Regions from separate parts of the Anser cygnoides genome. Here region 2 is linked to region 1. The links are chromatin contacts, called in public Hi-C maps. All regions are on one chromosome and are shown on one strand. Each heading gives the region's core, a stretch centred on a gene start, on an enhancer-like site or on the middle of the called end of the contact. The rest is flanking DNA. Distances are from core to core; before and after follow the strand shown.

Region 1 (4,755 bases), core at 1,521-4,020:
CAGATCAAGGCCGATTAATTCAAGCAGGTGTCGCAGGGCTCTGGGAAGAGGCTAAAAGTCACCCCAGCACCATCCTCCCAACTCCTACAGTGGAGAATAAGTTTTGTTGCGTTTTTTTCTCCTCTGTCTGTATGGTAAAGGGTGGGTGCAGAATCTGGCCTTTCAGAGGACGCTGGGATGCCATTCCCAAGCAAAACCCAAAAGTGAGACCCCAGCTACTGAAGGGATGGGGAATAACCTCTAAGGATAACGCAGCCGGATCGCCTTAATAAGCATTTAGGGACGCTGAGGAGGAGGAAGAGGAGGAGGAGGAAGACAGCCGTATAACCAGCCAGAGGAAAACCAAAATTGACTGTGGGGGAATTAAGCCAAAGGGAGGAAATACAGCCTGGGGGCTTTACCCACCCACCCCCATCGCTGCGCGGGGAAAAGCGGCGCGTTCTGGTGTGAAATCCAGCAGATCCTTACGTAAAAGCAAAAAGCACATGCCACGAAATCCTCAGGAACTGTAGCAGCCTGGTGTATAGGAATGATTTATCGGCCCAGCGTTTGGCTGCGAGCCACGTATAACCCATAGCGGCTGCAGCAGGATTATCGAAGCAATCAGTCTCGCATCTAATTCACCAAGGAGAGGGGCATTAAAGGGAAAGAGGGCCGGGAAGCCCGGGCACCATCCCTCCCTCTCGCGCCGCGGCCACGTGGCTTGGTGGAAACGAATGGGGACAAAAGTGGTCCCTGCAAGGGCGAAGCCACCGACACAGCCCGCGTGGCCACCGAGCCACTGAGGTGACTGAGCTGGGTCCCCATGTGGTCCCCGCACCGACGGATGCCAGAGCACTCAGAAACCAACACCTCGCCCAGGCTGGAAGCAGAGGCAACACCTCCGGGGGTCATTTCTGTCGACATCGTGCCCCTAACCCTAACCCAAGCCGGCCAGGAGCCCCCCAGCGGCATGGGGACACGGCACAGCCACCCGCAGGTGGGGCTGGGTGCTGCCTGAGCCCTGGGGGCACCCACAGACCCTGAACCACCGGGGCGAGGGATGCTCTGAGCCCCTCGCAGCTCCATTTTCACCCTCGCAGTGGAGGCAAGCAATGGCCGCCACCTCCATCCATCCCGCTGGGGGGGGGGGGGGGGATCAGCTCACGCGCTGCCCCAAAAAATGACCCAAAAATTACTGATTTCAGCGCAGACCTAAACCAAGGCCGGTTTTCGCTGCAGAGCCTCCCCCCCGCACGTCCCCCCGGCTCCCACAGCTCTGAGGCTGGAAGTTGCCTGAGGCAGCTCCGGCCGGGCAGAGTCCGGCCGCCTTTTTGCTTTCCGCGGTCCCAGCGAGTGGTGGAAGCGCCGGTGCCAGGAGCAGTGTCATCGGCAGCTACGGGGCATGGAGCACTGCTTCCCTTCCTACGGGCGAGCTCAGACCTTGCCAGAAATCTATTAGTCACTGTAGTATACAAAGCCCATATGCATCCCCGCCTGACTTTTAATGGAAAAAATCTCTCAGCGGCTTCTTCAGAAGTCGGAGGACACCCAAAATAACGAGGTACTGGAAAGAGGCACCCAGCCCCCAGCCGAGGCCGGGTGTCCCCAGGCTTCTCATCGCCCCGGCCCGGCCCGGGATGGGACGAGCTGGGGAGGAAACCACCAAGGCTGGCCGGGAGCACCGTGGGGGCAGAAAACCCAGCGGCAGGTTCCAACTGGAAGAAAAGAGCATCTTTAACGAGTTTTTTTTTTTTAACAGCGATGATACCGCCTAACGTTGCTTCAATGGGACACGATGAGCATCCCAAAATGAGAGTGCAAGTGTCAGACCTGGCGTCAGGATGGGCTCAGAGCCCCTCGCCCTATGGCCCCGCACGCTGCCAACACCAATTAAAGACATTGGGGCCGAGCTGGACACAAAACCTCCCCCCAGAATTACGTCCCCGGCCTCGTAAAGGCCGCCTGCCCCTGGTCCATCCGATGCCAGCGCTCCCTGGAGCAGGCTCCGTCCTTCTGCCCCGACCCAAGCCCTGCGCCCACCCCAAGGGATCGTGATGGGGGGCCAGGAGGGGCTGGGACCCCCAGCCCTGGGGGGCGCGGAGCCGCAGGGCTCCCCTGGGGGTGGCAGCGCCCACGCTGCGAGCGGGACGGGAACTTGGTCCCAAAGGTGAAGCAAGCCTCGCCGCTCTCTGCATGAACCCTACAGGCTCAAGGGAAGCCCAGGGTAACGCCAAACGCCCCCGGACCCCCCCGCAGTGGCCTCCCCTCTGCCCCCAGCCTCCAACCCCAGCTCCGACACCACCCCCCCCCCCCCCCAGGATGCCGCCGGCTGCCACCGAGACCCCCGCACGCCCCGGGGCCCCGCAGCCCGGGATGGGGCAGTGCCAACATCGCTCCTACCCCCCACCCCCCCCAAAAAAAAAACAAAATAAATAATAATAATAAAATAAAATAAATAAAATAACGGCGGAGCCGCGCGCAGGCCGGATCTGCTACCGGGGCGTCCCCACCGGGCTCGGCTTTGTCTCGGCTTCAGCCGCAACCCCCCCGCCCCCGCCCCGCCCGCAGGCACCGACCTGACCGGGCCGTACCGAGCCGAGCCGGGCCGGGCCGGGCCGTACCGGGCCGGGCCGCGGGGAAGGGCGCGGCCCCCGGGGGCCGGAGCGGGGCCGCCCGGCGCCGCCTTTGCTTTCGGTTCCGTTCCGGCGGCGAGAGAAGGCGGGAGGGAGGCAGGGAGGCAGCCGGGCACGGAGGCTGGGATGGAGGCTGGAGGCTGGCGGGGAGGCGGGGGGGAGGCCCCGCTCCGCCCCGGGGAAGGGGAGGTTTCCCCCTCCCGCCCCCCCCCCCCTCGGGCAGCCGCAGCCTGCCCGCCCCCCACCGCCGGCAGCCGGGCCCTGGGGGCACGGAGGGGGGGGGATAGATATTTTTATTTTATTTTATATTTGGGGGGGGTCCCCAGCTCGGCCTCCCCTGTCCCCCATGTGGAGGTTGCAGGCGGGGCTCGGCCCGAGGGGCCCCAGCATCCCTCGGGGAGCCCGGGACACTTTTCACATTAATAAATACGGCTAGATTAATAATAATAATTATTATTATTATTATCCTCCTGCCTCACCTGGCAGGGCTCCAGCAGAGGCAGCTTTGGTCCCAAAGTTGCTTTCTCATCGCTACCAGCCCCACGGCTTAGGGGAGCGCTTCCTGGCACGGTACCTGTCCTCCTCGGAGGTTCTGTACTCTGATGAGGTTCAGCTTTTGTACGGCAGTGGGGGGAAAGGATTGAGCGGGAGAACAGACCAGCAGCCCTGTGCTCAGGGTTCACCCAGCACGCGTGTTTGCACTCACACCGGCGCAACCCCACCTGCCCGTGAAATCCCACGTGGCACCCGAATTGTTTTTTCCCCAAACAAGGATCTAAGTGCTTACAGTCAATGGCAACGCATCAGATACTGGGTTAGTTGCGGTCCTCGTTCATCCACAGATAAAACCGGCGCACGTAAGTTACAGCCAGCACCTAAGGAGGAACACACACGGTAAACGTAGTTCAGCTGAGCTAAGGCTCTTGTTTGCACGTTTTACTTTTCTGAGCCACTCTTTGCACAAGGACGCGCCTAACGCAACAGTGCCGGGACTTTGTACCATTAAACCCTTCCAACTGAACCCTGTTTTCCCCTTCTGCCAGCACCATCCATGTCCCCAGACTAACACAGCCTGTAGACAGGTTAAACACAAGGAAAGAGAAGCATTTTACATGAGACTCCCCATTCTGTACCACTTAAACTGAGCACAAAGAAGCCTCACCTACGTTTTTCACTAGTTTTGTACCCCAGTGTTCATAAAAACAGCACTGATTCTGAAAACGGCACTGAGATATTTCATCATGACAGCGGTGCTCCCCTCAGCACGTTTGTAACGCAGTCAAGAGTTTTTTCTTTCTTCCCCTCATTCAATTCTTAATTTCAAGTACAGAATAAAAGCAAAATGGGTGGAAACCCTTGCCTCCCCCTAAGTCACTGCAAACAAAATACAAGCATGTTCCATAGAAGACCATGATTTATTGGCAATTACTCTGAAACACAAATGACTGAATATAGTAAAAAGACATTTGTAAAAAAAAAAAAAAGAGGAAAACAAACAAATCTCATCTTCAAATGCGTCACTTGAACGCATTTATTAAGGGGACACCATGTGCAGGCAGTTCCTGGTGCAACTGACGGAACAACATGGCACATTTATTCCTTTCCTGGGTCTTGCCTAGGGTGTGGAACAGCCGGGCTTGGAAGTAGAGAACATCTCTGAGCTGCTCTTTGCAGTCCACTTTGGCAAAGTAAGTCTTAGCTTCATTTAGATTCAGAATAGCGGATTCCAAAGCTGTGAGAAACGGGGGACAGTCATACTTAAGAAAATAACACAACAACAACTCCAAGCGATGCAGCTCCATTCTAAGGAGCCCAATTATAAATTCCTCAGCTTTTCAAAACACTTTGTGTCTTAGCAACATGGTCCTTCAGCTAGTGTCTGTTATCCAACCTTTGCTGCAAAATACGGGTGTTGAAGCACGCAGATAAACCGCATAAACAACATGCCGTTATAAACACCCCATCTATTGAACAACTAATTCCAAATTAATTCTCCTATCTGATTAGCAGGTAATACACTCCGCTATATCGTTTAAACTTCATTAACGGTGATTGTGTAGCAGGACTCCAATATATGCCCTGGTTTGTACCTCTCAACTGAGCGCAGTTTCAGTGGGGAAGAGTTAACTCTTCACATTAC
Region 2 (4,755 bases), core at 1,604-4,103, 130 kb before region 1:
TCATTACTGTCTAAAACAAGATGCAGACTGATTAGCTTGACTACTTAGAGCACTAAAGCTTTGCATGATTAAGGTTTATGCATAGCTAGATTCTGAATTTTAACTAAATTGTTCTTTATCAGTAACTTAGACAAATTAAAATAGCTTTACAAATTTTCAGTAAGTAGATATGAAAAATAAATATCTACTAATTAAAATACAAGTGATGTCCTATTGAAGCATTTAAGTGAACCGTACAATTACATCTGAAGTTGAATTCAGAGCCAAGGATCTGATAAAAATTAAACTTTTTTTTAAGTAAATCAACTGGAAAATTTGCATAAAAGACACCAAGAAGATTTTAATCCATTTGCTTTCAAATCATGTTCTAGTTTTAGGCTTCTGCCATTCATTTGGCTTCAGGAGAATGGGTAAGCGTCAGGGCCTCTGCAGAGTTCTGTAGCTACTGAAGAAAAGTCAAGCTAACGTGACCAGAGAGGAAGAGCTTTTTCGTCAACATATTGAGCAACAGGAAGCCTGGAAAGTGACAGTAAATAGGAACAACGTGTTGAGATAATTAGGGCTGGTAGTCAGGCAACAGCAGCACTCTGAATCACTGACTGCAGTGAGCAAACCGTTACTAAAGCAAGCACCATAATTCCACTGACATGCTGCTCAGAGCTATTGCTCAATTGTGAAACACTCCAGGACGTTAAAAGGAAGAAGGAGCAGCAGCATGAAAGCCTCAAGCAGAAAGCAGACTGTCAAGCAAACCCAATGCAACAACAAATTTTATGACAAAAGAATAAACTTGTAAGGCCCAGGTTACGATTAGTAAGACTCAACCACTCCAACTGGCAATGCATTATTTGGAGGGTCTGCGTAATCCCTCTGGAGAGAGGGATTTAGTTAGGAATTCTTATGCTCTTCACATCTCGATGCCTCTTCCCTCCTCCCACACCACATATCTTCAATCCTCAGTAACAGCTTCTGCCATTTGACCTGCTGAAGCGCAGCCTACACAGTAGTTTTCACTCAACACATTACCCCTTGTATCACAGACAGCTTTTACTCTTCACCAGCACTGTTGCCTCTAGCAGAGCTATAGAAATGGCTAACAGCATGTCCCAGTTTCCTTGGCATATACAAAGCCACACACCATCAGAAAAGCTGCTTAGTATCTGTTTCTTCCCTCCTTTTCTTTATTGGGATTCCACACGGCCAATCCTGCTTCCAAAAAAGCAAGGGAATTCAATCATTTTCTAGCATTCTTAACAGAGCAGACAACTGCAAGGTTAACTGGAGTAAAACATCTGCTTTACATAATACTAAACCATAATCTTTGCAGATTGAAGACCATGTGGGTTGTAAAGCAACACCAAGAAACCCTGCAACTTCAAGAGGGAAGGAAAGTAGCTACAAGAACAGCAAGATCCACGCACATCAAGGAGAGCCAAAATTAAGTTTGAGATCTTTCCTTCAATAAGCCATTATTTCAAAAAGAGCCGATGAACTCAGAGATCCTAACAGTACAAATCTATTAAGTTGCCTTAGATCTTCACTGTTGCTTGTTTGGCAAAGTTATCAATCTGTAACTAGATTAAAATGAAATACCCAGTTAATCCTGGAGGCGAGCAGCACACATCTCGCCCACAAAGTTTCCACACAATTGTTAACTGTGGAACAGAACCTACACTGTGTAGTTCTAGAGTGCAAACATAGGCATGTAAATAACAGAACACCTGAACGCGAGTCCTTGGTTTTGCTCTAGCAAACTACTGCTACATTAGCACTCCACTGAGGACATTTGTGACCTACAAGACTTACTGTACTAACAAATGAGTGTTATTATTTGATAGTAGCCTAAAGTTAACAAAAACACAGCAAGCTCAGAAGGTAGAGCAAAGAATACACGTAAGTTTAGGAGCATTTCATTATGCATTTTTGATAACAGATCGTAAGCCAAAGCCTAGTAGAGACTATAATTCTTGCCCAAGGCATTGAGTCTATGTCAAAAAAAGCTTCCATTAGCACACTTTAAAACCCTGAAGAGGTTTTCCATGAAAGATCTTTGGCTACTACTCAGAAGGGCCCCACCATATTTTAGCCACTTAAACTCACATGTAGAGAAGCTTAATTACCACATCATCAATCTCCACTGTACTGTTCAGGTCAGTAGGAGAAATTATCATTTAAGTTTTAAAAAGCAAGAAAAAGATAAAATAATTGCTCAAAAGAAACAGAAGCCTGACAGCATAAGGGAAATCAATAGCAAGACCTACCAGTCCCATACCAACAGCCAACACAAGCAGCTTTGAGGACAACTTTCACTCAGCACATCTGATTTAGTGTTGCTAGAGTTATGGCTTACAGATGCCTACTTTATCCAAGGCATAATGGGGTGGACCTGCAGGATACTAAGTCCAAAAACATGCAACAACAGGCAAACAGCACTTAGTTTTTGTGGTTATTTAAAGAAAGGGGGTCAGAAGTACAATGCAGAAGTCAGCCAGCAATGAGGCAGACTACTAATCAATACAGCTACAAGAACGTAAGTGTCCTTACAGCCTTTTGCATTTCTACAAATTAATATCTGTGGATTGTGAGGTTAAGTTATGGTGGCAAACTGCCTCAGGTGTCCATTTGTCATTAAGTAACAGAAACAGAATAAAATGAAGAATGGAAGTTTCAAGATAAAATTCTGTTGCCCAGCAGGCTGTACCTACTAACAGACGAAAAGCAAACAGTTTGTTGTCAGCAACCTAACAAGGCTTTTTTTTTGTTTGGTTTTCATTTTGACAATGGAAACTTTGAAGTGAGCAGGCAGATTAAGACCTCATCCTGATGAAAAAAAGTCTTAGACTAATTAAAGCTAGTCATGTAGAACTACAGCAAGCTTTTAAGAGAGCCCTCTTCTCACAGGACACACTGAGTTAAGATTCAGTACATTCTGGACAGAGTGCTAACTACTACTGCTCAAAAATCTTTTTAATGATTTTTCTTCTCAATACAAATTTACTTAATTTTAAGCAGATACAAGCTATTTTAATAGTTCTGATACTTGTTCTAGTTACTTGACAGTTATCCTGAACACCAGGAAATAATAAAGGTAAAATCCCCAATTTGCTAACAGATTTATTTTTAATTGCTACCCAAGAAAAAGAAATCTTGACCAGAATTATTAGTAAGAAATCAAGAATTTTATTGGGTCAGCAGATTGTAAATACCCAACATTTATGCTACTCCGTACTTCTAAATGCAAGTACATTCCTGTGATTACTGTAGCAAAACCAGTGAAAATAAAGATACAGAGTACTTAGTTTAATTTATACAAATTAAAATGGAATCACAATTGCTTCTTACTCCTTTGTCACCCCACCTATCATTTGGTGTCTCAGGTCCTATTGAGTAATCTGAGTTTGGCTAAAAGCATGCCAATGTAATGTACTTCAGCAACCCTTATCTCGTGTCACATACAGCTCCTGACCTTACCAGGTAGCTCTGGGGTGATCCCAGGGCAAAGCCTGCAACATTTTACTGGCACATTTAACTCCCTTCGCCAGCAGCTTTGTTCACCTTTTAACACAGATGAGGCTATACTCATGCTAATTTCCAGGATATAATGAACTTCTCCAGCCTAAATCACAAGATATCGTTTTAATCTAAACACACACATCCACTAGTAGAACGAGACCCAGAACATTCACTTTTAAGTTAGTTCAGGCATTAGAGAAATAATTGAACTAAGGAGGAGTGCTCTCAGAATGCTGAAGATTTAACTAAAATACAAGCTTTTGCTAGTTTCTAGTACATACTTCATCTTGTAGAAGAAAACTCAGAAATATGATGCAGAGACTGTACAGTTAAGCATACATCACATTCTTCAAAGCATTATTCCCAATCAGGGGCACAAGTAACATTTTACAACTTGAAGTGATTTATACAGCAAAGCAAGCTTATTTTTAATGTAAATACTGTCGATTTCAGTGTGTGCTATTGAAGTAGCAAGAATTAAAAGCTGGATTTCATGGTAAATTGAACATCCTCTTACTTACACCTAGAAAGTCAAGCTACAAAGGCCCCTGAACCACTGAGATGCATTTCTCAAGTTACCTCTGTAAAAGCTTCACCATGTCTGACAAAACACTGGGACAAGATCCGAGTGCGCGTGTAGATCCATTTACTTCGAATCAGAAATTACACGGTTTCTCTTCAAAAGCCATACTTAAGGCCAGTAAAAATATTGGAGGAACAACAGTGTAAGAATTGAAGCTGTTACTAACTTGGCACATCTGCAACAGCAGTTCTGACTTGGAATGTAGCATACGGTATCCACAGCCAAGGCAACAGGCAGCATATGACCCCCGCGATCAGCTAGGGTGACACGGATTCAGCTGTTAGTCTGATTTATTTTACTGACACATACCTGACAGGGCTTGTGGGAGCAGAGGACACAAAAGGCACTCTGAACACAGAATATTATGGTATGTAATAGGTGATGTTTCTACACAAAAATGTAGCTGAAGGAAGATCTTGATGTTAAAGACTTTTTCTGAGCCGTCAATCATAATAGTAAAAATCTAATACGATTTAAGATCACAACACAATTACCAGAGAAGCTTCCATGATACAAACTAGTACCCTAACATACCTTGAGGTCCCATCTCTCACACCTGAACCTTCAAGTTCAACAGTTTCTTTAAACTGACAATGAAGAACTCCACTGCTTTCACTGCCCTAACAGCACCCATGCCTTTCCCGCAAGCACGCAATGCC

The links. A called contact is a pair of places that touch in the nucleus more often than the background predicts.
Region 2: a contact with region 1 is called in a Hi-C map of liver, with 1.8 times the contacts expected there. The contact joins the enhancer-like site here to the promoter of CAMKK2 in region 1. A contact is called at or near these places in 2 of 7 Hi-C or Micro-C datasets (both in liver).

What each region holds. Positions count from the first base shown.
Region 1 is chr17:3,141,291-3,146,045 of Taihu_goose_T2T_genome, reverse strand. CAMKK2 (calcium/calmodulin dependent protein kinase kinase 2) reads right to left here and starts at 2,770. Exons shown (of 18, transcript XR_010825537.1): 1 at 2,559-2,770. The region is part of intron 1 of RNF34 (ring finger protein 34); the gene reads left to right. ANAPC5 (anaphase promoting complex subunit 5) reads right to left here. Exons shown (of 17, transcript XM_048073818.2): 17 at 4,012-4,347. The coding sequence ends at 4,133.
Region 2 is chr17:3,269,274-3,274,028 of Taihu_goose_T2T_genome, reverse strand. All of the region lies in intron 3 of ATP2A2 (ATPase sarcoplasmic/endoplasmic reticulum Ca2+ transporting 2), which reads right to left. Among named protein-coding and RNA genes, the nearest start is that of ATP2A2, 6.8 kb to the right of the region's middle. Within about 2 kb of position 2,853, at least 1 of the 3 cell types and tissues checked has open chromatin away from gene starts, as enhancers often do. A contact at or near this core is called in liver, where this site is marked.